Regions from separate parts of the Mus musculus genome. Here all the other regions are linked to region 1. Evidence: chromatin contacts called from public Micro-C and promoter capture Hi-C data. All regions are on one chromosome and are shown on one strand. Each heading gives the region's core, a stretch centred on a gene start, on an enhancer-like site or on the middle of the called end of the contact. The rest is flanking DNA. Distances are from core to core; before and after follow the strand shown.

Region 1 (7,347 bases), core at 3,448-5,947:
GGCTGTCCTAGAACTTGCTCTGTAGACTAGGCTGCCCTAGAGCTCACAGATCTGCCTATTTCTGCCTGTCCAGAGCTGAGATTGAAGGCGTGCACCACCACTCCATATCACTTTATGAAAACAGACTCTTTTTAAGAATCAGCAATGTGCCCGGCGTGGTGGCGCACACCTTTGATCCCAGCACTTGGGAGGCAGAGGCAGGTGAATTTCTGAGTTTGAGGCCAGCCTGGTCTACAGAGTGAGTTCCTGGACAGCCAGGGCGATACAGAGAAACCCTGTCTAGAAAAAACAAAACAAAACAAAACAAAAACAAAAACAAGAATCAGCAATGTAGTTAAAAACGAGGTGAGAGCCGGGCAGTGGTGGCGCACACCTTTAATCTCAGCACTTGGGAGGCAGAGGCAGGTAGATTTCTGAGTTCGCGGCCAGCCTGGTCTACATAGTGAGTTCCAGGACAGCCAGGGCTACACAGAGAAACCCTGTCTCAAAAAACCAGAAAAGAAAAAAGAAAATGAGTTGTTTTTTTTTTCCCAGAGAGAGCAGTTGAGTCGTTAGACTTAGCAGTCCTGGCTCCCATCACTTCCTGCATTGAGGAATAATGACTTAACTGAATGCTTTCAGTTCTTGCTGAACCTCAGACTCCAGCAAGAGCAGCCTACACTCTCTAAAGCAGCTGCATATCCAGGCAGGCGAATGTGAATGAAAATTCAAATGCAGAGGCAGGCACAGTGGTACACACTTTAATCCCAGCACTTGGGAGGCAGAGGCAGAGGCAGACAGATCTCTGTGAGCCTGGTCCACAGTAGTGAGTTTCAGGACAGCCAGGACTAAGTAGAGAGACCCTGTCTCAAAAAAATAAAAATAAAAAGGAAGGAAGGAAGGAAGGAAGGAAGGAAGAGAAGAGAAGAGAAGAGAAGAGAAGAGAAGAGAAGAGAAGAGAAGAGAAGAGAAGAGAAGAGAAGAGAAGAGAAGAGAAGAGAGAAAAGGAAAGGAAAGGAAAGGAAAGGAAAGGAAAGGAAAGGAAAGGAAAGAAAAGAAAAGAAAAGAAAAGAAAAGAAAGGAAAAGAAAAGAAAAGAAAAGAAAATTCAGGGTTGGACAGATGGCTTAATGGTTAGGAGCACTTTGGGCTCTGCTAGAGGACCTGGGCTGGGCTTAGTTCCCAGCAGCCATGTGGAGGATTACAACTATATGTAACTTCAGTTCTAGGGTATCCCTCCAGTTCTAGGGTATCCCTCCAGTTCTAGGGTATCCCTCCAGTTCTAGGGTATCCAACAATCTTTTTTTCCTTTAGATTGATTGATTGATTGATTGATTGATTTTATATGTATGAGTGTTTTGCCTGCATCTGTGTCTGTGAGCCATGTGCACACATGGTGCCTGCTGAGTTCAGAAGAGATCCTAGAACAAGAATCAGAGATGAGTGTCAGCCACCATGTAGGTGCTGAAGAACCTCCGTCTTCAGCAAGAGCAGCCTACATTCTTAACCAGTGAGCCATCTCTCCAGCTCCCAACATCCTCTTCCGTCTTCCTTGAGGACCAGGCACACATGTGGTGCACAGATATATGGGCAGACAAAATACATATAAAATAAAATTTAAAAAGAAAAAGAATGAACACGCAGGGTGACATGCGTGAGAACATTTAGCCCACACCATAGGCATCAGTTTGGCTTTGTTTACATTTTTGAAAAATGAACTCCAACACTTCTAATGCTTGGTCTAAGTCCTATAAAAGAATTAGGCACTGAACACTCTTCTGCTCAACACTGTAACAGACACTAATATTGCATACTAGGAAGACAGTTTGTGTACTCAAAGGTAACTTCTCCAGTAGGAAACATTTTTAACTCTTTTTTGTTTTTTTTTGTTTTTTTTTTTTTTTTTGGTTTCTTTGTTTTTTTCGAGACAGTGTTTCTCTGTGTAGCCCTGGCCATCCTGAAACTCACTCTGTAGACCAGGCTGGCCTCGAACACAGAAATCTGCCTGCCTCTGCCTCCTAAGTGCTGGAATTAAAGGCCTGTGCCACCACTGCCCAGTTTAACCCTTTTCTAAGTTATTTTCAAAATCAATAGATTTTTAAACTAAGTACACACCATTGTTGGTTCCTATTTCACAAAAGAGAAACTGAGGCAGAAGCTCAGGGTCACAAGGGCGGTTGGTAGTGCAGACAAGGTCAGAAGTGGCAATGGCTTTCCCAGAACACTAATCAGAAAACAGGCAGGCATTACCTTCGTCCTGTGGTTCTCTGCATTCAGCCCCTCATAGAGAGATTTGTTGAAAGATATTTCACCAAGGATCGGCAGTTCAGATACATCTCTTAGTAACTATAAGGTGGGGAAAGTTGGGGTGTGGGGGAACATGAAACATGGCTTAGACTTGAGCTCACGGTTTCTAGAGAGTTCCAACCATCTTTCCCTTCTAATAACCCCTTCTCCAATATTCCCTTAGCCTTCATAAGTGATTGCAGCACCCACCCAGCTATCCAAGCAACAAGTCTGTAGCCACTCCCCCATCCCCCAACTTCAATTACACATGACCTCATGCCACAACCTCCATCCACAGTCAGTTCCAGACAGCCCTAAAACATCCTGCCTCACACACCCCTTCTCCTTCAGCCCCACTCCTAGGTCAGGAGACCACACTGCTCTCATCGGACTCTCCACACAATGGTAAACTTGACCATTTGTTCCCACCTCATAGTAAGGCCTCTCTAGAGAAAATAACATTTGAGTAATGTTATACGAAGTAACTACATTACAAAGGCCCACTGGCTACAATAACATTAGCAAGTTAAAAAATAGAAACAACACATAAGAAAGAGACAGGAGAGAAAGGGTGAAGGATTAAATACAGACCAGATCATGTAATTCTTTGCACACCAAGAAAGAAGTATGGGTTTTAAGCTAAATGTATCCAACTCTAAAGTCCACTGCTTCTGTTCATTTGGAGTTTCTGGTCCAAAGTTTTTTTTTTTTTTTTTTTTTTTTTTTCGAGACAGGGTTTCTCTGTATAGCCCTGGCTGTCCTGGCACTCACTTTGTAGACCAGGCTGGCCTCGAACTCAGAAATCCGCCTGCCTCTGCCTCTCGAGTGCTGGGATTAAAGACATGCGCCACCATGTCCGGCTTTGGTCCAAAGTTTTAAAGGAGGATCCTAATGCTAAATGAATTATTTCGTGTTTTAAAAAATATTGTGCACGGGGAGGGGGGGGGCGCGCGGCTGGAGAGAGGTCTCAGCAAATAAGAACACTGACTGCACTTCCAGTGGTCCTGAGTTCAATTCCCAGCAACCACATGGTGGCTCACAACCATCTGTAATGGGATCCGATGCCTTCTTCTGGTGTGTCTGAAGATAGCTACAGCGTACTTCTTGTATACAATTTAGAAAAAATAAGTGTGCATGTATGTGCACATATGCATGGAGACCAAGAGAGGAAGTTAGATCCTCCAACAGCTGGAGTCCCAAGTAGTTGTGAGCTGCCCAACTTGAGTGCTAGGAGCCGAAGCAACATATCCTCTGTAAGAGCGCATGCTCTGAACTGCTGAGCCACCTCTCCAGCTCTTTTTTTTTTTTTTTTTTTTGGTTTTTTTCGAGACAGGGTTTCTCTGTAATAGCCCTGGCTATCCTGGAACTCACTTTGAAGACCAGGCTGGCCTTGAACTCAGAAATCCGCCTGCCTCTGCCTCCTGAGTGCTGGGATTAAAGGTGTGTGCCACCACGCCTGGCCCTCCAGCTCTTGAAGAACTATTTGTACTGGTTAGGGGGGAAGCCAAGACAAAGAGGGCATGTCCAAGGTTATGCAACAGGCCAGAGACGGTGACCTAAATTACAGCCACATCAATAGAGACAGAGAGAAGTGATTTCATATGTATTCTGAAGGTGGGATGGCAGGGTTTGCTGCTGGGATACACTTGGGGATGAAACAAAGAGGTAATCACAGGTCATTCCAACATGTCTTAGTATGGAAAAAGATTAAAATCCCTACTAAGTAACTTGCTAAGAGCTGTTTGAGACAGGCCAATCAAATGATCTATTTTGAACGGCACCTTTCAGATGCTATTATCCTTTCTTAGAGGATAGGTCCTCTAGGATTGGACGACCCAATCTGCAGTCTCTCAGTCTCAAGTACCTGCTTAGTGTGGCCCACGGAGATCTCTGCGGCCACGGTTACATTTTCTTTATTAGATGTGATAGCACAGACCACTGAATGCCATTCTTTTACATGCTGCAAAAGCAAAAGGTGAGTCTGCTTACTCCCTTTTCGTGTTTTAGGATTGAAAATCTGAATATCTAAGATAGGGCATCCAAGGTCCCAGAGCAGACATTTGAGCAAGTCCCCTTCGCCCAAGCCAAGTGTCAGTTATCCTGGCAAACAGGACCAGAGAGGCTGAAAGTCTCAGAAAGAACACTGCAGAAGCAGTCACCCTCTCAAGAGGCTCTCCACATCCCTCTCTCGGGCTCTTGAGACGACTTCGCTCACCTGCACAGGATCGCTTCCACACGCAGGCTCTTGACTCTGGGTGCACTCAGTGTGGTCCTGAAAAGAGAGCCTTTGCTGAGCCACCCTGAGCTCCAAGTCCCGCTAGGCATCTGCCCCCTGCCGGCTTCCGGGAGGTCAGGCAGGCTGCGCAGCCGAGGGCCGGCGCTAGGACCCAGCGGGCCGACGGGCGCTCGCGCGCTCGCCGCAGTCTCGCGGTGTTTCTGTTTGAAACGCCGGGCGGGCGCTCGCTATGGCACAGGCTCACCCGCGGTCGGGTACCCGGCTCTTTCGAACGTACGCGGCGAGGGGCGTCCGGGGGTCGCAGCGGCAGCCTGGCGGGCTGGCTGAGCAATGGTTCCAGCCGCCGAACCTGAAGCGCGCCTTCAGCAGCAGCCTCAGCGACAGTAACGAGTCGCCGGCTGTCGCTTCCGACGACCCGGACGACCCCGACTTCCCCGGCAGCCTCGTGGGCCAGCGGCGGAGGCGTCCTCGGGGCAGCGGCTCCCGGAACCAGCGGACCCTGACAAACACTCCAAGAGTCCAAAGGCTGCGACCTCGGCTCCCGCAGAAGTGCAGCACCCCGTGCAGCCGGCTGCGACCGCCACCTTTCCCCAACTGCAGCCCGGGCTGCCTCGGGTCGGACCACAGTGTGTGCATCCAGTCCAGGGACAGCAACGAGCTGGGCACCAGTGCCTCCCTCTTCAGCTCTCCGGCCTCGCCCGGAGCCCCCGACCCTTTGTATGCTGACTCTGCAGTCCCCGGGAGCTTCCACTTGCCGGCAGCCTCCCTAAGTGAACCGTCTGTGCCCTGCCCCCAGGTGGCAGCAACCGGTGACAGGTACACCGGGAGGGCCCTCCGAGCCGAAGCCAGCTTCAGGTCATCTCTCTTTAGCCTTGTGAACTCAGGGGCCACAGAAGAGAACAAGTTTGGGACAGATGGGGAGAATGTGAAGGAATCGTGTTGTGAAAGAAGACAGCAGATGGGAAACAGACTAACGGACCCTGATCTGACAAGCCCGGGAAAGAGAAAGGCCGCGTGTAAAAAGGTTGTGTCCCAAGGAGTCGACCAGAGAGACTATGAGGAGTCCAGTGCTTGCAAAGACCTTCGTGTACCAGGGGAAATCAGCAGGCCTAAGAGAACTGGGCCACTCCGGAAGAGGAAACAGCAAGAAGCAACGGGAACCCCTCCCCGCCACTACCACCAATCTAAGAAGAAAAGGAAAGCGTCAGTCTCCTTATGGAACTTGAATACTAGCCAGAGGGATTCTTGGACCAAAACCAGAGCCTCCTTCGGTTTCCACAAGAAGAAAATTATAACCAGTGTGATAGAGGTATGCAGTTCTGTTGCCAGTTCTTCCTCCAGGTCCCTCCTGTCTGAATGTTCGACCCCTCCTATCAAGAACAGAGCACACCTTACTGTTTCTTCTCGATGCTCTTCTGTGTATTTGCTAAGTCCCTTAAAGACCCTGCATGTCACAGACCAAAGGCCATCTTATGCTGAAAAGGTTTATGGGGAGTGTAATCAGGAAGGGCCCATCCCCTTTAGTGATTGCCTTTCCACGGAAAAACTGGAACGGTGTGAGAAGATTGGGGAAGGAGTGTTTGGAGAAGTGTTTCAGATAATTAACGACCAAGCACCTGTAGCCCTAAAAATCATTGCTATTGAAGGGTTAGATTTAGTCAATGGGTCCCACCAGAAAACCTTTGAGGAAATCCTGCCGGAGATCATTATCTCCAAAGAGCTGAGTCTCTTGTCTAGTGAGGCCTACAACCGCACAGAAGGCTTTATTGGGCTGAACTCAGTACACTGTGTTCAAGGGCTTTACCCTCCCTTGCTGCTGAAAGCCTGGGATCACTATAACACAACCAAAAGATCTGCCAATGACCGGCCTGACTTTTTCCAGGAAGACCAGCTCTTTATTATCCTGGAATTTGAGTTTGGTGGGGTTGACTTGGAGCGAATGAAAACCAAGCTGTCCTCTGTGGCGACTGCAAAGAGCATTCTCCACCAGATCACTGCATCTCTGGCTGTGGCAGAAGCATCCCTGCACTTTGAGCACCGGGACTTACACTGGGGAAATGTGCTCTTAAAGAAAACCAACCTCAAAGAACTCCGCTACACCCTCAATGGGAAAACGAGCACCATTCCCACCCATGGGCTACAGGTCAACATCATTGACTACACCCTGTCCCGCTTGGAGCGGGATGGGATTGTGGTTTTCTGTGATATCTCCGCTGAAGAGGACCTATTTACAGGTGAGGGTGACTACCAGTTTGAGATCTACAGGCTCATGAGGAAGGAGAACAAAAACTGCTGGGGTGAGTATCACCCTTACAATAATGTGCTGTGGCTGCATTACCTCACAGACAAGATTCTGAATAAGATGAAATTTAAGACTAAATGCCAGAGCGCAGCCATGAAGCAAATAAGGAAAAACCTGCAACATTTCCACAGGACTGTACTGAGTTTCAGCTCTGCCACGGACCTGCTCTGCCAACACAGTCTATTTAGGTAAGCCAGGAACTTAGACTTTCAGAGCCTCTTTAAGTACACTTTTAGGCCTCTGGTACTAATCTCTGCCACTAGAGCCAGATGGAGGTGAAAGCACATCCTTAAGAGTTCCTGTCAGCTTCTTAAAAGAGAACTGTGTTTTTCAAAAGGTAACCAAAACATTTGTTGACATGATTAAACTTGCTTTTAACAAATGTTCCTCTTTTTTAAAAAAAAAAATAAACTAGACAGAGGACAAGTGGACACATCTTTAAGTCCTCGTCCTGTCAGCAGAGTCTACAAGTCTGATGTTGCTGGTTTTTGAGCCTTGATACTTGGTGTAGGATGAGCAAAACCAAGCCTCAGCTGTGGTCCTTA
Region 2 (7,347 bases), core at 3,628-6,127, 590 kb after region 1:
AAGAGTTTGGGGAAAACTTACCATGCTGAGGGAGTTAATAGACACATATAGAAGAGCAGACTCACGTTAAGAACATTAAAGGTAGCCGGGCATGATGGTGCACACCTTTAATCCTGGGGAAGCAAAAGCCAGCCTGGTCTACAAAGTGAGTTCCAGGACAGCCAGGGCTATACAGAGAAACCCTGTCTCAAAAAACCAAAACCAAACCAAAACCAAAAAAAAAAAAAAAACAAAAAAAAACCCATTAAAGGTAAAAGTTAATATCCATAGGCATTTATAGCTTCATGCCTCCATGAAGGACCAAAGAAGAAAAAATAGATAGTCCTACAGAGAAGTAAATGTTCCCAACTAACGTATATTCTGATTGGACTCCCAAAATTGAGGTAATGGTGAACATTTATTTATTTATGTTTACTTTATTTTATTTTTGGTTATTTGAAACAAGATTTTTGTTTAGCCTTGGCTGTCCTGGAACTAACTTTGTAGACCAGGCTAGCCTCAAATCTTCCTGCCTCTGCCTCCCGAGTGCTGGGATCAAAGGCACACACCACCTCTGCCCAGCTAGAATTTTATTAGCACAAATCAGCACGTAAAGCAGGGAGCAGGCAGCTGAGTGTGACTGTCACAGTTTTAATCCCAGCACTGAGAGGCAGAGGTAGGTGGATTGCCGTGAATTCAAGGCTAGCCTGGTCTACATTGTAGCAAGTTACAGGGCAACCAGAGCTACACAGTGAGACTGTGTCTCAAAAGCAAAAGCAAAAATATTGCATACAATTCTCAAAGGACTGATAAAAAATATAAAGAATGTTTATTCAATGAACTATTCTAATCAGGAAAGGAAAGAGAAGTCTCATGTGTTCCCAGACTAGACTGTGGTGTCTGCTCACGGGCATCCCTGTTCAGCTCAGCACAAGCAGGCTGATTGTCCCTGCTTCCTAGAGGTCACCATTTCGATGTGGACACCTGATTAGCAGAGTTCACTGTGGCCCCAGACTCCTGAGCTCCAGAAACACTTCTGCCCCTGGAGGAGCTGGAGTCACCTGTGCCTGTGCCACCATACCCGGTCTGCTTGAACAGGTATTGTTCACGCCTGTAATCTCAGTATGTAGAAGGCTAAGGCCAATTGTGAATTCAAGACCAGCCTGGGCTACATATTAAGTCTCTGCGTCCAAAACAAAACCAAACCAAAACAACTCCAAGAATGGTTGTGAAATTTGTATAACATAAAATCTTCCTTTTTTAAAAAAAAATAGTTTATTTAATGTATATGAGTACAATGTTGCTGTCTTCAGACACACCAGAAGAGGGCACCAGATCACATTACAAATGGTTGTGAGCTACCATGTGGTTGCTGGGAATTGAATTCAGGACCTCTGGAAGAGCAGTTAGTGCTCTTAACCGCTGAGCCACCTCTCCAGCCCCTATAACATAAAATCTTACGTTTAGTGGTTCATACCTGTAGTCTCAGCTACTTGGAAGACAGAGGCAACAGTATTGCCTAACCCTAGGAGTTCAGGGCTAGCCTGGTCAATATAGTAAGACTATATTGTATGTATATGTCTCTATATATGTATGTGTGTATATATGTATATATGTATATTATATATCTCTATAACATATATATTATATAATGTATGTAACACACACACACACACACACACACACACACACAATATGGGCTGGGCATACAGCACAGTGGTAAAGCCATTCTAGTATATGTAAGGTTCTGGATTCTATTTCGAGAACCAGAAAAATATTGAAAGCCTTTGTAAAGCAAATAACTCAGTGCTATTAGTACTATACAGTGTTGTGTGCCACTCCTGCTTCTAGCTCCAAACAGACTTGGCATTCATTAAGCTTTCTCTGCTCCCCTCCTGGCAACCAGTAATTTGCTGTCTCTATGGACACCTGTTAGGTGTTTCCAAGGAACGGAGCCATACGATGATGCTGTGACTGTTTGTGATTGGCTTCTCGGCCTTGTTCTTGAGGATCATCTGTGATGAGTTGTATTATTTCTGTTTATGATTGTATAATATCTCATTGTTTGGGCATGCTACAGCTTGCCTGTTTCTCAGATCTTTAGCATTTCTATTGTTTCCACTTATTATTATTTTAGTATTGCAACTATTGCAAAATTGAACCGAGGACCTCTGGCCTTTTGCATGCTATGCAAGCACTGTACCATTGAGATATAGCCCCAGCCATCTTTCTCTCTGACCTCTCTTCCCTCCCTCTGTTCCTCCCTCTGTTCCTTCTTTTCATATTGGAGATTGAATTCAGGGCCATGCACACACTACGACTATTACTCCACTCCTAGCTGCTTCTGTAGGTCTAGTCTTACTTCATATTTTCACTTTTATTTATATGCATATGTGTGCTGCTGCGAAGCTGGGTGTAAGGATATTTCTTTGAATCCCTGCTTTTCATTCTGCGGGGTATATACACGGAAGGCGCATTGCTTTTCATTCTGTGGGGTATGTACACGGAAGGCGCATTGCTTTTCATTCTGTGGGGTATGTACACGGAAGGCGCATTGCTTTTCATTCTGTGGGGTATGTACATAGAAGGCGCATTGCTGGATCCCATGACAGTTCTAGGCTCAACCTTTTGAGGACCACTAACCCTATCTCCTGTGGCTGCATCACCGACACTGCCCGTGTTTCAGCAGCCTGGCCCACACCAGTCATTTCCTCTCTTTATTGCCGTGGCTCAGTGGGTGTGAGGTGGTATCTCCTAGTGGTTTGGCCTTGCGTTTCTCTAAGTAATGTTGCATAGCCTTTCACAAGCTTGTTGGTCATTTGTGTATCTGTAGAGAAGCATCTACTCAAGTGCTTTGTACATTTTAAAGCCGGGTTGTCATTTTCTGACTTAACTTTTACTTAGAAATCATTTTAACGTACAGAAAGATTACAGTATAAGACCAGAAACACCATCTAACTTTTGCCTTAGGTTCATCTATTGCTAATGTTTTGCCTCATTTGCTTTACTTGACATTTTTACATGCTTGTATTTTATTTTTATTATTTTCGTGTGTATGCATGTGGAGGTCAGAAGACAACTTTCAGGAGTCAGTTCTCTGCTTCTATCTTGTTGTTCCCAGGAATTAAACTCAGGTAGTCAGCCTTGGTGGCAATCACCCTTAACCCCACTGAGCCATCTTTCTGTGCCTCAACCTTCACCCCTGTTTGCTTACTAACTCTAGGATCTATTAATGTTTTCCAGCACCACTTGAAAGAGTAAATCGTAGACACTGCAGCCCGCAGACACTTCAGATCAAGGGCATTTGTTTACATAACTAATGCTTGGCACCTGAGCGCATCGGACAGCTGTGAAGTTTTTTCCTGATCTACTTTCTGTACTCTAATTTTATCCATTCATCTGGCATCTGGCACTGTGCATTTCCCCTTCGGTACAGATGCCAGGCAAAGGCGGTGGTTGCACATAACTGTCAGATCTCTGCCCAACACCCCACAGCACCCTCCAGCCCCCACCCCTGGCTCTGAGACAGTGTCTTCTCACTACATAGACTGGACTGACTTGGACCTCTCTGTCTGTGGATCATGATCAGGCTGGCCACAGACAGTTGCCTGCCTATGTTTCCAAGTGCTGGAATTAAATGGAATTAAGGGCATGGACCATTATGCCTGGCTGTTAAATACTTTTAAAATATATTGTGTGCGTGTGCATGATGTGTGTGGAGACACATGTACCATGACACATGTATAGAGATCAGAGGACAACTTTGTGGAGTTAGTTTCCATCTTTACCTGGGATTGGGATTGAACTTGGGCTGTCAGCCTTACACAGCAAGTGCCTTTACCTGCTGAGCCATCTCATTGGCCTGTATGGTTACTCTTTTTTAATGTTGTTTTGTTTTGAGATAGGGTCTCATGTAGCCCAGGCTGGCTTTAAACTCACCATGTAGCTAGGGATGGTGAACTTGAACTCCTGATAGTCTTAGCTCCACCTCCCAAGTGCTGGAATTACAGGTGTGGGCCATCACTGATGGCTTTGTGTATTTGTACTTTTTCTACCCTTGCAACTGGCAATCAATTTCTACAGCTCCCCTGAGAACATCTCCCTAGACTTATTCCTTGTTGATAAAATTTATTTATTCTGTGTCTGTATGGATGTGAGTGAAAGTGTGTGTGTGTGTGTGAGAGAGAGAGAGAGACAGAGACAGACAGACAGACAGACAGACAGACAGACAGAGACAGAGCAGAGAGTACTCCTGTACCTGCACGTGCACTTGTGTGCCTTGGTGTATGTTATGTTTGGAGGTCAGAAGACAACTTTGTGCAGTTCTCCCCTTCCACCATATGGGCTCTGGGGATCAAACATATGTCAAGCAGGCCTGGTGGCAGGTACTTTCACAGGCTGAGCCATCTTGCCAGCCCCCATGGGTTAGTTTTACATAAGCTTGTCTCTATGTCTTCAGATATCTCTGTTATCTTGTTCCTCTGTGCAATTTCCTTACCATCCTGGTCAACACCTACCCTCCTGTATCTAACCTGGTTCATGGCTGTGCTAACGGCCCATCTTCTGCACAGGCAGGGCAGTTTGCAGTGAGCAAGGCTTGGGGACACTCCTCTCATTTCCTGTCCTAGGAGCGTCTCTTCCTCACTGCCCCTGCTGCAGCCATAGGCTAGATTGAGGGACCACAGAGTTATCCAATCACCAGTGCATGGCGTCTTACCCCAGCAGGGCTAAGAGGCCTAGAGTGATGAAATCCCACCAGTGTGGCTGCGCTGTGCTCAGCAGGAACCTGCGATGATAAGGTGTCTGGCAGTTAAAGGGGCAGCCTGTTGAGGTTGAGAGGCTGGGAGCCCACAGGAAGTGACTTGGTGGCAAGCTGATGTAGCTTTGTTCGGCACCCGTTCTGACAGAGAAGTTGCAGTTAGCACTGCTGAGGGGATGTCCACAGAGTGTCTCAAACCTCAGACAGGAGGGCCACAGAGCCAGAGCCTGAGCCAAGGTGGGCAGTATGGGGCCTTGGCTTCAGGTACGTGTCTGCCTCCCTCCACACCCGTCCCCTGGAGCCTGCCCCGCTGGAGAGCTTACTTGGCTGCAGCTGTTCTCTGTTACATCAACCTTCTGAATTACATGAACTGGTTCATCATCCCAGGTGAGCATGGGAGGGGTAGCGTGGGGCAGTATCTTCAGATACCCCCCTTCTAAAAGCCCACAACTGTGTATCCTTGGTGGCCTTCTTCTTCCAAGCCCTCGTACCTCTCTAGGAGCACAGCTCTGGTGGTTTCACCCCAGCAAGTGGTCTGCAGCCTCTCCTGAATGGTTCCAAGCCAGAACAGGGCACAATGTGTGTGGGGACAGGGGTGTTAGTGGGTAGATGGGACTGTGCTCTGCAGCAAAGGCGTTGCTTGCGTTCAGGATGGAGCTGCAGGCAAGGTTACGGAGGGCAGAGCAGCTTGGCCAAGCTCCCAAGTGAGAATGGCTCTGCCTGCACTGTTTCTGGGGCAGCCGGCTGCTGGCCTACCTTGCACAGTTTGCCTTTCTTCTTATTGGAAACAGGGTACAACCTGCTTCTGTGTTCTGTCTCTCACTTACGCACTCCTTTGTGTCTGGGCTCCACTTGTCTTTTCTCATCTAGTCACCCATTCATTCCTTCATCAGTTTATATTCAGCCCTTTCTTTAAAAAGACAGAGTGTGTATGCATGTGCGTGCACACATGTGTGTGTATGTGTGTGTGCCTGTGTGTGCATGCTCCTTCACTTTTATTTGAGCTTCAGATATTGAACTAAGGTTTCCAAGCTTGTTCAGCAAGCGCCTTCACAGGCTAAGCCATCTTGTCAGCCTTCATTTCTTTTTTGAGGCAGGGCCTCATGGAGCTCAGGCTAGATTCAAACTCGCTATGTAACTGAGAATAATCATGAACTGCTGATATGCTTGCCTTCACCTTCTTAGGGCCGGGATTACAGGCTTGCCACCACAATGCTTTATGAAGTTCTAGGGATTGAACCCAGGGTCTTTGTGCATGCTGGATAAGCACTCTAATAACTGATGTAGAGGGCTGCTCTGCCCTCCGTAACCTTGCCTGCAGCTCCATCCTGAACCCAACGCCTTTGCTGCAGAGCACAGTCCCATCCACCCACTCACACCGCTGCCCCCACACACATTGTGCCCTGTTCTGGCTTGGGACCATTCAGGAGAGGCTGCAGATCACTTACTGGGGTGAAACCACCCAGCCTCTTTTCTTTGTTTGTTTGTTTTTGAGACAAGGTCTTAAGTAAGATCAGGTTGCTTTTGAATTCACTATGCAGTTGAAAATGATCTTGAACTCCCAATCCTCTTGCCCTCTGTCTCCTAAGTGCTGAGGTTACAGGTGCGACAGCATGCCTAGCTGTTCTTTCATCATCCACTTGTTCCAGCTTGAGCACTGAGAACAGGAGCACTGAGAGCAAAAGTACTGAGAGCAGGAACACTGTGGTGGGAACACTGAGAGTGGGAGTACTGAGAGTAGGAGTACTGAGAGCAAGAGTACTGAGAGCAGGAACACTGTGAGTGGGAGCACTGAGAGTGGGAGTACTGAGAGCAGGAGCACTGAGAGCAGGAATACTGAGAGCAGGAGCACTGAGAGCAAAAGTACTGAGAGCAGACACTGAGAGCAAAAGTACTGAGAGCAGGAGTACTGTGAGTGGGAGCACTCTGAGCAGGAGCACTGAGATCAGGAGTACTTTGAGCAGGAGCACTGAGAGCAGGAGTACTGAGAGTAGGAGTACTGAGAGCAGGAATACTGAGAGCGGGAGCACTGTGAGTGGGAGCACTGAGAGAATGTGCCTCTGGTAGGACCTAGGAGAAACTCAGATGTGTGGTTCCTACTGCAGGGGCAACTGACTTACAGGGCTCAGAGAATTGTTTACCAATAACGACCATGCAAGGCAGAGAGGCAGGGAATGGTGCAGATGAATGGAGTCAGGCAGGCTGGGAAGCCTAGGTGAGTAACTGCCACTGCTGGCCATGACCAAAGCCCCAATGTTGGGCCATCAGCTATGTATTTAGAGTAGCTGGGAACCTCTGTAGAATGAATGGGAGTCTGGGGTCTGCAGACATTATCAGAGCAGGGCTGTATCTTTGAGCAACTCAGAGGGGCACAGACCATGTGCCCAGCTTGGTCTGAAGTGAGACAGAGTGGGGTAGGTGCCAGCAGGGCAGCCCTGAGGATGAATGACTTCAGAATTCATACATGGGAAGCGTTTGACCCGGGCCTAAGGGTGGGGATCAGAGACATGTCAATCAAGGCAGTACTGATCAGAGGAGTCAAGGGGTAGTGGGGAGAAAGCGGGGAAACAATCCCCCAGAGGGCGTTTGGTCCAAGATCACAGGCTTTT
Region 3 (7,347 bases), core at 2,069-4,568, 560 kb after region 1:
TCCTAGCACTGGGTGCTGGGAATTTGAACTCAGGTCCTCACGTTTACCTAACATGCACTTTACTGAGGCCTCTCTCCAGCTTGTTATTCTTTTTAATAAAATATAACATATAGTTGGGCTGGGAGCACAGCCCAGTGATAGAAAATATGCTTAACCTGCTCAGATCCCTGGACAATAATCTCCAGAGCTGCAAAACAGAAGTATAATAACAAACACAGCAGACAAGAAAACCATTTCATGGAATAGTTGTAGCAAAAACTCACAAGGCTGTAGCAAATACCGAGATGCACGTGACTCATTCATCTCTCTCAGAACCTGTGTGCTGGGACACCTCGTCTATTCAAATTTCTGGTAGATGTCCCTAATAACCACATTCTGTCCAGAAGTGTAAGGTAGAGTCTGTTTCAGGGACCTACTTGGGTCTTTTTTTTTTTTCTTTTTTAATTTATTTATTATTATATGTAAGTACACTGTAGCTGTCCTTAAACACACCAGAAGAGGGCGTCAGGTCTCATTACGGGTGGTTGTGAGCCACCATATGGTTGCTGGGATTTGAACTCAGGACCTCCAGAAGAGCAGTCAGTGCTCTTACCCTCTAAGCCATCTCGCCAGCCCCTACTTGGGTCATTTTTGTTATTTGTTGTGCCCTTTGATGACAGGTGAAATGGTCTCTCATAGTTTTGGGGTTTTTGTTTTGTTTAGTTTTTATTTATTTACTTTTTGGTTTGGTTTGGTTTGGTTTGGTTTGGTTTGGTTTGGTTTGGTTTGGTTTGGTTTTTTTGAGACAGTGTTTCTTTGTGTAGCCCTGGCTGTCCTGGAACTTCCCTTGTAGACCAGGTTGGCCTCAAACTCAAAGATCCACCTGCCTCTGTCTCCTGAGTGATGATGGGATGGATTAAAGGTGTGTGCCACCACTGCCTGGCTGATTCTCATAATTTTGATTCACATTTTTTGCATAGAAACTCCAAGATCGGGGCTGGTGAGATGGCTCAGTGGGTAAGAGCACCCGACTGCTCTTCCGAAGGTCCGGAGTTCAAATCCCAGCAACCACATGGTGGCTCACAACCATCTGTAACAAGATCTGACGCCCTCTTCTGGTGTGTCTGAAGACAGCTACAGTGTACTTACATATAATAAATAAATAAATTTAAAAAAAAAAAAAAAAAGAAAGAAACTCCAAGATCTGTTCGTAACTGGGTAAAGTCTGGCTGTCCCCTGAGGGTGAGCCACAGAGCCCCCGGCTCAGGAGCCTGGGTCCTCAGCTCTCAGCTACTCCCAGAGTGAGTAAGTTTCTCCTGAGTGACTGGAAGAGGCTTGGCTTACTCACTTAGCTGCCCTGGTTTGTCCTGCTTTTCTGCTTCTAAGGGCTGAAGCAAAGCCTCAAATGCAAAGGTGGGAGGATCTGCAGCTGGGGAGTGGCAAGATGAGACCTGCTTTATTAGAAGGAGAGCTGGGTAAATTGGAGGTAAAGAGGAGGCTGCAGGGTACTTCAGAAATGCCCCCCACCCCCACCCCGGGATGAACGGTAAGCTTCAAGACAGGCAGGCTACTGAGTGACCCTGGGGCAAATTGGGGTTAGGAGGAAAGGTGGGAATTGAGCTGGAATTTGCCTTCAGGATGGAACACTGAGAAATGTTTTCAGATTATTATTCTCCCAGCGGCCATTGGATTGGAGTGGTCACATGTCCAAAGGAGGGTTGTCAATACTGCTAGTCTGGCCACATCAGATTAAACCACCTTTGGGGTGTGTCATGCCCCTGTCTTTCGAAGTGACACATCCTGCCTCCTTGGAAGGTTAGTTCAGAGCTAGTTCTCTCCTGAATTAACAGGACTTACCACGTTGTTCCTGTTCTAAATCCTGATGTCCTGCTAGACTTACCATCTTGGTCCCCTTCCATATCCTGATCCTGTGTGTGTGTGTGTGTGTGTGTGTCCGTTAGTCTGGTGAGCACAGATCCTGGGGAGCTGGAAGGCAAGCCCTGGGCCTTTGATCCCTTTCCTCCTACCCAGGTTTTTTCTGCCACCTTGTCTTTTCCAGAGCTTCTAGTCTCAGAAGATGTTCACGTGGCAGCAAGAACACCCGTTGTAGGACTGAGTAGCAAGCGTAAGAACTTGAGTTCTAATCTCTAGCACCAGGTACAACGAGAGACTCTGTTTTAAGAAAATAAGGTAGAAGACAATAAATGACGACGCTGAGAACTTGACCTGTGGCTTCCACTCATGCTCCCACACTCGGGCAAATCCTTGTGTATGCCCAAATACGAAAAGCAGTCATTGTAGCCAATCCCGGTGGCATACGCCTTTGATCCCAGCCCAGCATTCTGGAGGCAGTGGCAGGCAGATCTCTTGTGTTGCAGGCCAGCCTGATCTATGTAGTGAGTTCCAGGCAAGGGTCGGAGACCAGGACAAGGTGATATTCTGTCTCCCTTCCCCCACAAACACACGGATTGCTAGAGTGGAGTGAGGGTGTTCCTAGACGAAAGCATCTGACTAGCACACGTAAAAACCCACATTTGCCCCAGCACCACGCAAAATAAACATTAACAAAAACGTTCAAGACATTAAAGTCTTTTTTAGAGTTATGTAAATTTTAATTTTGAATAATACATTTTTATCCACTTGTGATATATATTTATGCTAAAACAATTTAATTGTTGGGGTTAGGGTACAATCAACGACAGAGCTCATGTTTAGCACTTAGCACACACGAAGTCCCAGAGTCAACAACACTGAAAAAAAAAAGTTGCTTATTGCAAAATTCAAGTTAACGATTCATAATGCTTTTGCTTCTACTGCGGCGGCGGCGCGGCTGCTGCTCCTCCCCTCCCCATCCTCCTATTCCTCCTCCCCTCCCCATCCTCTTCCTTTTCTACCTCCCTCCCTTCCATCATTCCTACTGGTGATGCGCCTACCTCCCAGGCTTTGTTTTCTTAGGACACTGAGGGCTTTTTACCTATATTAGCTCCAGGTTTGGTGCTCTCTTTCCCTCTTCCAGGCTAGACAAACTGAGCAGCCTAGAAGCAAGTGATTTCCGGAAGGTTCGGCTTAAAACAAGACACAGGGAAAAATCTCCGCCTTAGCTAATTTGAGTTCCCTCTCTGCACACTAGGACTGCTAGGATGGCCTCCCCCAAAAGATTTTCAAATGGGGTGAGATGGGGCGGAGAGCAGAGAGGCTCCCCTCTCCTTGCAGACTGGATAGGTTTTGATACTAGAATAGTCAAAACAGTTTTGCAACCAAGTGACTCTTAGTAATAACAATACCAACCTCGGTCATTTGCATAACTTCACAATTGACCAAGTGTGCCCCAAGCAGTTAATTAGAATGATAAAGAAAGCAGATGGTCGCACCAGAAGCCTGATGCACCCTTCTTGGGGACCTGGGAAGTTTCCGGGGCTTTCTCTTTTCCTGAGTGGATATCAGACAGACTCTGCCCGGGCCAACTTCCAGGAAGCTATAGGTGGCGAGCTCGACCTACTGGCTGCGCGCCGGATCTACGCTGAGCACACAGCGTGGTTCCACCTCTGCCTGGAATGTACCCTAGTGGGTCAGCAGGTACGACTAGTTTACAGTCCCCCAACTTACTGCCGGACTGAATTCCCTGTGGTGGGACCAGTCTGTATTCAGCCAGTTCCTGAAAGGTGAAGAATCAGACTTTGGTGAAACGGAAATGAGAGCCAGGGCCCATAAGGTGATTTAGGGACAGCTGGAGGGGCGGGGCTCGGGATACCTGCCAGGGGCCTAGAGGTTGGAGAGAATGTGATCAAAATGAATCATTTTCACCAGATGTTTCATTTCGGGCCCTTCTCCTCAGGTTCTCATCTCAGTCAGCAAAGGCTGCCCCCAAGTACGCGGGTTGGGAGTTTTCCTAACTCTTTTGGGGTAGGGACATGTCAGGAGCTGGGTGGTCCTTGTGCCTTCAGAATTTAAGGAGTGCCAGCCACAAAACCGAAGCTCATAAAGGAACTTTAGGGAATCTTTTAGAAAAACTAAAGTAACAAAACAGCATTGGCGAGGATATTACTATTCCCTTGCCCCCACCCCTCTTAACATCAGGGACTTGGGGGACTTGAGCTCAAGAGCGCTTGCCTCCCGCGCATTTCACCTCCGCCAGTCCTCTGTACTGGCAGAGGGGGTGGCTGGTGGTTGTGTGGGGTGGTGGTGGTGGTGGTGGTGGTGGTGGTGGTGGTAGTGGTAGTGGGTGTACATAATCATAATTAGTTCTGACTGGTGAAATGGCTTACCAGATAAAGGCACTTGCTGCCAAACCAGACCCCTTGAGTTCCATCTCCAGGACTCAAATGGTGAAAGACTACAATGATTAATGCAAACTGTCTTTTGACCTCCATGTACCATGGTAGGTGTGAACCCCCTCCCCCTCAAACATGCAAAAATAAATAAATTTTACTTATTATTTTTAAACAAAACAAAAACTAAAAACCAGGGTCTTGCTAAGTAGCCCAAGTTGACCCAAAACACTCTAACATCAGCCTTAGCATCCTGAGTGCTGGGATCACAGGTGTGTGTCACTAGGTCAGGCTTTAGAATTACGCTTGTGTTAAATCTTGGGGTGTGTGTATGTGTGGTGTGTTTAATTTTATTTTACTTTTAAAATATTTTACCCCTTGGGACTGAAGAGACACCTTAGCATTTAAGAACACTGGCTGCTCTTCTAGAAAACCAGGGTTCACTACTCTCCCCCATGTGGCAGCTCATAGGCATCGATTACTGCAGTGCTAGGGGATCAGGAACCCTCTCTGGCTTTCTTAGGGACTAGGTATGCTTAGGAGTGTATAGACTCACATGCAGACAAAAAAGATATACATAGAGTGCATCCATGCAGGCATACACAAAAATTATCAAAATATTTTTTCTCCAATCGTATGTATTTGTGTGTGTGTGTGTGTGTGTGTGTGTGTGTGTGTGTGTGTGTACATACCATGAGTGTGCCAAGAATATCTGGGCAATGGAGTTACAAGTAGTTGTGAGCCAACAAATCCATTCTCTGGTCATCTTTCTCACCCCATATTCTTTGTTAATTATGATGAGAAAAGCCAGGCATATTGACTCATGTCTGGTACTTGGGAGGAAGGCTGAGGGAAGAGGATTATGATCCTGGTCATCCTGGATAAGAGAGAGTCCTTGCCTCAAAAAAACCCAAAAAAAACAAAACAAACAAAAACCAAGCAAATGAACAAAACTCAGCACATGCCTTTCATCCAAGCACTCAGGGGGCAGAGGCAGGTGGATCTCTGTGAGTTCTAGGCCAGTCTAGTCTACAGAGGGAATTCTAGGACAGCCATGAAAACATAGAAAGACTCCATCTCAAGAAAACAAAATCAAACCCTCTCAAATAACAACAGCAAAAGACAGGCTGGAGAGATGGCTCAGCAGTTAAAAGCACCGACTGCTCTTTCAGAGGTCCTGAGTTCAATTCCCAGCAACCTCATGGTGGCTCACAACCATCTGTTATGAGATCTGATGCCCTCTTCTGGTGTGTCTGAAGACAGCTACAGTGTACTCATATAAAGAAAAATAAATAAATCTTAAAACAAACAAACAAACAAACCAAAACAACAACAGAGAGGGAGCAAGAAGGGAAGAGTAAGAGAGGAACAAGAGAGAGAGGAGGGGACAAACAGCCTCTTTCATAGTGGGTCAGGCCTACCTGGCTGTTGCCAGGTAACTGTGGGGTGAAGCATACCTGGCTGTTGCCAGGTAACTGTCGGGGGGTGGGGTAGGGGGAGTTTAGACAGACTGCTAACTCAGTCGGCTATCTGTACTTACTTCTTTGCCTTTCTGGTTTTTGTGACATGGTTTCTCTGTGTAGCCCGGCTGTCCTGGAACTCACTAAAACTCAGGAATCTACCTGCTTCTGCCTTCCAAGTGCTGGGATTAAAGGTAAGTGCCCAACACTTGTTTCTCAGTCTAGAACCCAGAATCACTGGCCTAGAGATGGCACCACCCACAGTGGTCTGTGCCCTCCTCCATCCATCACTAAGGAGATGCACTATTGGCTGGCCCTACAGCCCCATCTTGTGGAGGCATTTTCTTCATTGAAGTTCCCTTCTCTTAGGTGACTTTACCTTGGGTCACATTGACTTAGCCAGCACCACCTTGCCTTTACTCTGAGCCTGCTGTACCCTCACCAGCTTGCAAGAGGTGCATTGCTATTTTTAAAAATGTATTTATTTTTTATTTTATGTATATGAGTGTTTGCCTGCATGCGGTGGCTTTTAGGGTATCGGTACCACTCCCCCTATTCTGCTAAAGATGGAATACACATTTGTCTCTAGTTCTACCTGTTTTCTTCCTTCCTTCTTTTTTTCTTTTTTCTTTTTTCTTTTTTCATTCGAGAAAGGGTTTCTCTGTGTTGCCATGGCTACCCTGGCATTCTCTCTGGCTTGAACACAGATCTCTGCCTGCCTCTGCCTCCCTAGTGATTGGATTAAAGGCATGTGTCCTCACCACCCAGCTGTCCTACCTATTTTCAATTTGCAGTTACTTCAACAATTAAAAAAAAATCTTTTTGTTGTTCAGTGTGATGGCTCATGTCCTTAGTCCCAGTACTCAGAGACAGAGGCAGGTGGATATTTCTGGGTTCGAGGCCAGCCTGGTCTATAGAGCAAGTTCTTGGACAGCCACAACTACACAGAGAAACCATATCTTGAAAAACAAAACAGCTCTCCAGCAGCCGTGCAAGATGCCCAAAGGGAAGAAGGCCAAGGGGAAGAAGGTGGCCCCGGCCCCCGCCGTCGTCAAGAAGCAGGAGGCCAAGAAGGTGGTCAACCCTCTGTTCGAGAAGAGGCCCAAGAACTTCGGCATTGGATAGGACATCCAGCCCAAAAGAGATTTAACGCGCTTTGTCAAATGGCCCCGCTACATGAGGCTGCAGCGGCAAAGAGCCATCCTTTACAAGCGGCTCAAAGTCCCTCCTGCCATTAACCAGTTCACCCAGGCACTGGACAGGCAGACAGCTACTCAGCTGCTTAAGCTTGCCCACAAGTACAGGCCAGAGACAAAGCAAGAGAAGAAGCAAAGGCTACTGGCCCGTGCTGAGAAGAAAGCTGCTGGCAAAGGTGACGTCCCAACTAAGAGGCCACCTGTCCTCCGAGCAGGAGTCAATACAGTCACCACCTTGGTGGAGAACAAGAAGGCTCAGCTGGTGGTGATTGCCCATGACATAGACCCCATTGAGTTGGTGGTTTTCCTACCTGCCCTGTGTCGAAAGATGGGGGTGCCCTACTGCATCATCAAGGGAAAGGCCAGGCTGGGGCACCTGGTCCACAGGAAGACATGCACCACTGTTGCCTTCACACAGGTTAACTCGGAAGACAAGGGTGCTCT
Region 4 (7,347 bases), core at 2,916-5,415, 530 kb after region 1:
CAAGACAGGGTCTTACTATGAAACTAAGGATTTCCTTGAACTCAGAGATTCATCTGCATCTGTCTTACAAGTGCTAGGACCAAAGGAGTAAACCAATACATATGGTATTTGATTTTTAAATTCTACTTCATGGTGACTGATAGATGGCTCAACAGTTAAGAACACTAATTGCTCGTCCAGAGAACCCAGACAGATACCCAGTACCCACATGGCATCTCACAACCATCTATAACTCCAGTTCTAGCAGGTCTGGAGCCCTCTTCTAGCACCAAACATGCACCAGGCACCCACGCGGCACACATACTTACATACAGGCAAAATATTCATGCACAAAAAAAAATTTAATAAAGTAAAATTATACTTCATTGATTGCGTCAACTACGGCTCCTTGGGAGCAATTTGCCCACTGAATACGAGAAGTTTATAAAAATAAGAAGGTCCTGGCTCTAGCAACTCCATTAGCAGCAATTATTTGACCTTCAGCATTTATTTGACCTCACTAAGCCTCTGTTTTCTTTCAGGAGGATTAAATGAGATAATGTGTAAAATAACAGTGGCTGGTCCGTGTCAGTCTTCAGCCAAGAAGCCATTAAGTGCATCACCTCTTCAGCTGGGGTAGGGGCCTGTAATCCAGGCTAGGGAGGTAGAGCTAGGCAGTCCAAGTATTCTAAACCCACCTTGCTACAAAGCAAGATAATTTCTCAATTAAAATTAAATATAAAAGATAATCTCTGTAAAGACAAGGTCCCTCAAAGAGGACTCTTGGTCAGGAGGAAAAATGACTAATTTTTGTTCTCTCTCTTTTTTTTCTTTTTTTTCTTTTGAGACAGTGTCTATGTAACTCTGGCTGCCCTAGATCTATGCAGATCAGGCTGGCCTCAAATGTACTCCCAAATGCTGGGATTAAAGGCATGTGCCACCATGCCCAGCTCTGTATTCTATTTTAATTTGTGTTTATAATACCTTTAAAGTGTTTTTTTTAATTGATCTATCATACTGAGTGACTTCTTGGTGTTTAATGCATCACAAAACAAACAACAAAAAACTGCCACTAAATCCGTCGAGCAGTAAGTCATAAGCTAATAATATCACAGAGAAATACACAAGCTGTCTGACTTCATGTGTGTGTGTGGTGCTCTTACTGGCTTCCCAGTAGCCACCACTGTGACACACCATAATCCAATGACTCCGTCTCAGGGAACTTTGGCAATAGATATATTTTTCACTGTCACAATGAAGGGATGTACTACTGGTATCTAGTAGGTACAGACAGGAATGCTGTAACCTTTACTGCACAGGTACAACCCTCCACAGCAACAACTGCCCTAAATGTCATGGTACCAGAAATGAGAAATTCTGTCACTCAGGGCACCATTCTGCTCAACTGAATGCTTACAAAGCCTCGTTACAGGATAAATTCTCCTAGGTAATGAATCAAAACCTTTTATCACTGGCAAACTACTAGTTCAACAAATGCAGCCACTGCTATACATTTCTGAAACTCTAGCACTGAGGACACTTTATCAGATTATGTTACCTAGTCAGCTCAATTTAGTATTTTTAAGGCATTTATACAAGTTCATTCATTTCAAGATTATATTTTACCATTTACTATTTTCAAGTGATAAGAAAACTCATTTAAAAATGCTAAAGTAAAAAAGAAAAAGCCTTTATTTTTAGGTGCTCATCCAGTCTTCTCAAATAAATTTAATATTTTCACATTTCAACCAACAAACTTTGTTCCATACATTTTGAGAAAGTTAAGTATCCCTAAAATATGATTTAAACTATTATTTATTATTTCTGTGGAAAATAAAATAAATAAACCTAGTATGGTGGTACAGGATTCAAATTCCAGCTCAAAGAACAAGAAGGTGGGGGGCAGGCACTTGGAAGGCAGAAGACAGATCTGTGTTAAGTTCAAGGCCAACCTGATCTACATGGAGTTCCAAAACAATCAGGGTTATATAAGAGAAAACCTGTGAGAGAGAGAGACAGACAGACAGACACAGAGAGACAGGCAGAGAGAGGCAGGCAGGCATATTTCTGTGAGTTCCAGACAGTGAAGGACTCCTTAGAAAAACTGTCTAACCTCAGCACCCCCCCAAAAAAAAGATGCTCACAAATGGGTCTTATTTTAACATAGTGGTATTGTTAAACTGTAAAATCTTTTGCACCTTTAAAAATGTATGTCATTTCCACTATGTAAGGTTATCCTTTTAATATTCAGTGTTTACCGTCTATTTAATAATTTGCCACATAATAAAAATTAATGCAGATAGTTGATTTTATTGTTAGTTTTTGTTTTTGTTTTCTGAGACAGAGTTTCTCTACATAGCCCTTGATGTCCCAGAATCCACTACAGTAGACCAGGCAGGTTTCGATAAAGAATTCCTACTAAGTCAAAAATTTTAATTCCTTCATCCAAAACAAAAGGCGAAAAAGACCTCAGAAAAAGAATGTTTTTAAATAAGATGCAATAAATTGTTTAACTTCTTTCGAAAATATTTCTGATGGGGATTCTAACTTTTCCATCCACTTCAAATTGCTGTCCCACCTAGAATTTTAATACTTGTCCAAACCTGTTAGCTCATGGTCTAATAATAAACCTAATTATACAATCTGTAACAGCCCCTGTCGACCTTTTCCTTAAGAAGTCATAAAGGTGATTTAGCTGACACCTCAAACTCATAGAAATCTATTTCATTTATCAACATTCCGGCTTTCAGAAAGTTTAAAAGGGGGGTGGGGGGAGAGGACTGGCTACAGGTTGAGGAGGGGTGAAGTCGCCTGAACCAAGCCAGGCACACGCTTGGCGTAGGACAGCAGGGCTAACTACCGGTTCATTTCTCTTTAAATCTGGCAGCACGTGGGGCGGCATTGTGAAGGCACCAACCCGCCTCCTCCCTCCCCCCCTTCCACTCCGCACACGTACGCCTCCAGCGCGCATGCTCCGCTCACACAGTCCTAGCAGAGTAGGAGCCAACCCCCTAAAAAGTCAACCTGGAAGCCGCAAACGGCCAGAGGCCGGGACAATGGGGGAGGGGGACAGAGACTCCACGGGGGAGGCACTGAGCCGCCGCCCCTGGCCAGAGCCTAAGGCGGGCCGCAGCCCGGTGGCCGCGAGCCTGCGCGAAGGAGCCCGAGCCGTGCCCACGGAGCACAAAGCCCGGGCCGGCCAGCGAGCCGCTCTCCCCAGCGCCCGCGCCCACCCTCCCCCAGACGGGCGGCGCAGCCCGAGCTCGTGCCAGGCGGAGGCAGGCGAAGCGGAGTCGCGCTCCCCGCCGAGCCCCCCGGTGCCCCGCGTCAGCACCCGGGCCAGCCCCGCCGTCGCTTTTGTTGTCTGCCCTAACTCCGCGAACCCCGCGCTGCCGGGCCAGAAGTTTGGCGCGCCTCCCCTCTCCGGCCCCCGACACGGCTCGGACTCACAGCCGCGCGGGGACCCCGCAAGCTCCCGGGGTCCCCGAGGTTCCGCGGCCTCCGCCGCACCTGAGCCCGGGATCCGCCCCTCAGGGAGGGTCGGCCCGACCGGGACCCACGCCCCTCCCCCGCAACGCCCCAGTGCCGTGGGGGAGGGGGCAGCCGCCCAGGGCGTCCGGCCCGTCCGAGGGCGAGGCTGGGGAGCGTCCCCGCCCCCAACACCCTCCACAGCCGGGCCAGGAGTGTCGCCAGCTCGCCGCGACTCGCGGGCTCCCACCCTCGCGGCCCGCCACCACCCAGCCTCCGAGCGGGCGAGAGGAGGCGAGTGGCTCGGCAGTCCGCGATCGCGGCCCGGCGCCCCGCCGCTCACCTGCCAGCTGTCTTCGCAGTAGCAGCGCCGACTGCAGCTCCGTCATCCTCCCCACCGAGAGCCCGGGCCGCCACCGGGACTTCGACGGACTGGCGACAAGCTCTGCCGGTGCCTGGAGCTAGATGTGTGTTGAGGAACCCGGACCGGAGCGCCGAAGCCGCGGGGAGGCCGGTCTTGGGAGACCCGAGAAGCACCTCGCCGCCTATGCGAGTCCGCTCCGCTCGGCTTTCCTCGCTCAGCGCCTCACGCCCGGAAGGGGAGGGTACCCGGGCCGCCGCGGCGCGCACTGGGACTTCGCTCGCCCGCTTCCCTCCTCTGCCCGCCCGTCGGCCCCACCGGTGCCTTCCCCCGCCACTGCCTCACTGCGCGCAGGGCCGCTCCGCGCAAGCGCGCTGAGCCTGCCTCCTTCAGAAGCAGCACTCCTGCTAGCCCGACCCCTCGGCCCTGCTGCCCCGCCTCCGGCGGTGGAACCCCGCCCACCGCGCGCAGTGGGCTCAGCCCCGCCATCTTGGGAAGGTCCACGCCCGCCCAGCTGCGGAAGCGTCGGCTGGTAGACGCCCCGCGGACGCCATGACAAAGAGGTCGCGGAGGGTCAGGACGCTGCCTCCCGGTATAAGCAGGAGGTCTAAGCGTGATGGGACCAGAAGTGGTAGATGTTGGCGAGGACCCAGCAGCCATCCAACACTACATCGGAGGTGTGCGAATTAGTCATTGTTACAAAGCCGAATTTAGTACTGGTGTGCACCATTTTAAGCAGCCGCAAAATAGAGTGCATGGTGATAATTCATAAAGAATGCACAGAATGGTCCTTGAAATAAAAATGTTATGAGTCTCATAGCAGAAAACGTTTAAGTAAATAGTAAGACTGAGTAAAGTGCAGAGTTGTGATTAGCACAACCTGATAAATGGTTCGGATTCAGGTGGTATTCTCCTGTAATCTCAACACTTGAGGCTGAGGATTAGAAGACCCAGGTCCCCTTCGCTGCACAGTGATACCCAATCTCCGTCTGGGGATGAGGATCCATAATAGATCAGACTCCTCTAGAAAAGGCACCTACTATGTAAAGTCCAAGTGTGAAAGCCGAGATTAGGAAAAGTCAACCTTATCCAACCTCCTTGCCCATTTCCCAGTTGAGTGCTTTGTCAACACTGTAGCAATAAAGAAACAAAAAAGGGAAGGGGGAAAAGTAACATTGACACTCAATTTTGTTTCTTCTTTCTTTCTTTTAAAGATTTATTTACTTATGTATATGACTACACTGTTGTTCTCTTCAGACACACCAAGAGAGGTCATAGGATCCCATTACTGATGGTTGTGAGCCACCATGTTGCTGAGAATTGAACTCAGGACCTTTGGGAAATCAGCCAGTGTTCTTAACCGCTAAGCCATCTCTCCAGCCCCTTGCTTGTTCTTTCAATAAGTGTTTGTTCAATCCCTACTTCCCTGTACCTGGACTGTAGAAAACAAAAACTGTGCATAGGAAATCAGGTCCATTTCTACCCACAAAAGCATGAAGCTTCTGTGAACTCCAAGTAAAGTGAACAAGAGGAGCAGATTCCGTTAGGCATGTAATAAAAATTACTGGGCAAGCAGGCACAAGGCCCTGGCTTACCTCCCTAGCACTGTCCCACCAGACCAAAGAAACAAACATTGAGTGAATCTGCCATTTTGAAATACTGCCCACCTAGGGACTAATCCAGCTTTATGGTTGGGATAGGGGAGGGGTTGGTTTTTTGTAGTTGTTTTGCTTGTTTGTTTGTTTGTTTTGGTTGGTTGGTTTTGGTTTTTTGAGACAGAGTTTCTCTGTATAGCCCTAGCTGTCCTGGAACCCCTCTGCAGACCAGGTTGCAGGTTCGAACTCAAGAGATCTGCCTGCCTCTGTCTGGATTGGAACTAAAACCATGCCCCACCATATCCCTCTGTGGGTTTGTTTTTAAGGATTTTGTTTTAATGGGTATATATATGAGCCGGGGTGAATTTATGTGTACCATGTGTATGCCTGGTACCCAAAATCTGGAAGAGGACATCAGATGCTCTAGAATTGGACCTGCAGAGGGTCTTATGCTACTTACTACACGATTGCTGGAAACCATCCTATCCTATGTGTCCTCTGAAAGAAATTTTCTTTTTTTTTTTAAGATTTATTTATTTTTATTATATGTGAGTACACTGTAACTGTCTTCAGACACTCCAGAAGAGAGTGTCAGATCTCATTACAAATGGTTGTGAGCCACTATGTGGTTGCTGGGAATTGAACTCAGGACCTTTGGAAGAGCAGTCAGTGCTCTTAACCACTGAGCCATCTCTCCAGCCCCGAAAGAAATTTTCTTAATCCTTGGCCATTTCTCCAGCCCCTGTATTTTTGTTTTTAAATACATTCATTATGTAGCAATGAGCTTCACTAAGACATTTTTTGTATATGCACTTTGCTCGTGTTCACACAGATTCTTAATTACCTTCTTGTTCCACATCGCTTTCCCACTGGTTCCCTTCCTCTTCCAAAAAATCATTCCATTCTACTTTCAGCTCTTAATTTTATTGAAACTAAGATTCCACATGTGAGAAAGAAAACACTCATTTGTCTTTGAGTCTGACTTATTTCATTTAGCAAGATGCTGTCTAGGTCCATCCATTTTCTTTCAAGTAACTTTTTCTTTTCTAATGATTTATTTTTAAATTATGGATAAGTGAGTATCTTTGTGGATGTATATGCACCATGAGTGTGCCCTGTCTCTGGAAGTCAGTAAAAAGATCCCTTAGGAAATGGAGGCACAGGTGGTTGTGAGCTACCTTGTAGATTCTGTTAATCAAACTCAGGTCCTTTAACTACCATGCCATCTTTCCCCCCTTTATTTTTAGGTTTATTTTTGATTTGTATATTTGTTTGTTTTGAGACAAGGTCTTTCTACATATCCTTGGCTGTTTCTGCACTCACTGTATAGACCAGACTGGCCTTAAACACACCGAGATCCACCATCGTCTGCCTCCTGAGTGCTGGAGTTAAAAGGTGTGTGCTCTAGGTTTGTTTTTTAGAAACTTTCCAACTGACTTCCACAGTGACTGCACTAATTTACGTTCTAGCAGGATAAGGGTTTCTAACTCATCTACCCATCCTCAGCATTTGTTTTTTCTTTATGTAGCATGCTCGTGCATGTGTGCCACAGTGCATTTGTAAAGGTCAAAGAACGACTTCGAGGAGTCAATCTTTCTTTCTACCTCACAGATTTCAGAGATGAAACTCAAGGAGCCAGATGCAGTCATTTACCCACTGAGCTGTCTCACCCTATTTGTTGCTTCCTTGATAACAACTAGGGAAAGATGAGCTCTCAAGTTTAGATTTGTATTTCCCTGACAGCTAAAGATATTTAAACAACTTTTCATATATATATTGAAAATTATCTTATTTGTCCACTTGTTGATTGGATAAGTTTTCTGGGTTGACTGGTTGACTTTTAAAAATTATTTATTGCCAGAAGGTGGTAACATATTCCTCTAATCCTGACACTCAGGAGGCAGAGGCAGGTGGATCTCTTAAGATGCTACCTGGGTTTCTGTT

Evidence for each region. Promoter capture Hi-C pulls out the DNA fragments that hold promoters and counts their contacts. A called contact is a pair of places that touch in the nucleus more often than the background predicts.
Region 2: a contact with region 1 is called in a promoter capture Hi-C map of pre-B cells, with 3 times the contacts expected there. The contact joins the promoter of Spns3 here to the promoter of Haspin in region 1. A contact is called at or near these places in 4 of 39 promoter capture datasets (the C10 cell line, embryonic stem cells, liver and 1 more).
Region 3: a Micro-C map of embryonic stem cells shows a contact between it and region 1, with 2.6 times the contacts expected there. The contact joins the enhancer-like site here to the promoter of Haspin in region 1. A contact is called at or near these places in 3 of 39 promoter capture datasets (the HPC-7 cell line, hippocampal neurons and pre-B cells), 2 of 484 Hi-C or Micro-C datasets (both in embryonic stem cells), 5 of 115 datasets of contacts at active chromatin or transcription factors (embryonic stem cells, large pre-B cells, pancreatic cancer cells and 1 more) and 1 of 9 other capture datasets (embryonic stem cells).
Region 4: a promoter capture Hi-C map of pre-B cells shows a contact between it and region 1, with 7 times the contacts expected there. The contact joins the promoter of Ube2g1 here to the promoter of Haspin in region 1. A contact is called at or near these places in 2 of 39 promoter capture datasets (hippocampal neurons and pre-B cells), 4 of 484 Hi-C or Micro-C datasets (CD4 T cells, CD8 T cells and embryonic stem cells), 3 of 115 datasets of contacts at active chromatin or transcription factors (embryonic stem cells, epiblast stem cells and extraembryonic endoderm stem cells) and 1 of 9 other capture datasets (liver).

What each region holds. Positions count from the first base shown.
Region 1 is chr11:73,135,644-73,142,990 of GRCm38.p6, reverse strand. It overlaps Haspin (histone H3 associated protein kinase), which reads left to right and starts at 4,697. Exons shown (of 1, transcript NM_010353.2): 1 at 4,697-7,347. The coding sequence starts at 4,730. The coding sequence ends at 6,994. It overlaps Itgae (integrin alpha E, epithelial-associated), which reads right to left. Exons shown (of 31, transcript NM_008399.3): 27 at 4,480-4,536; 28 at 4,129-4,224; 29 at 2,229-2,324.
Region 2 is chr11:72,547,776-72,555,122 of GRCm38.p6, reverse strand. Spns3 (spinster homolog 3) reads left to right here and starts at 4,877. Exons shown (of 12, transcript NM_029932.3): 1 at 4,877-5,125. The coding sequence starts at 4,915.
Region 3 is chr11:72,572,687-72,580,033 of GRCm38.p6, reverse strand. The region is part of intron 2 of Gm51906 (a long non-coding RNA gene); the gene reads left to right. It also overlaps the pseudogene Gm12712. Among named protein-coding and RNA genes, the nearest start is that of Spns3, 26 kb to the right of the region's middle. Within about 2 kb of position 3,318, at least 85 of the 459 cell types and tissues checked have an H3K27ac peak or open chromatin away from gene starts, as enhancers often do. A contact at or near this core is called in embryonic stem cells, hippocampal neurons and pancreatic cancer cells, where this site is marked.
Region 4 is chr11:72,604,079-72,611,425 of GRCm38.p6, reverse strand. It overlaps Ube2g1 (ubiquitin-conjugating enzyme E2G 1), which reads right to left and starts at 4,165. Exons shown (of 6, transcript NM_025985.4): 1 at 3,791-4,165. The coding sequence starts at 3,836. Gm51906 (a long non-coding RNA gene) reads left to right here and starts at 4,263. Exons shown (of 4, transcript XR_003949712.1): 1 at 4,263-4,485.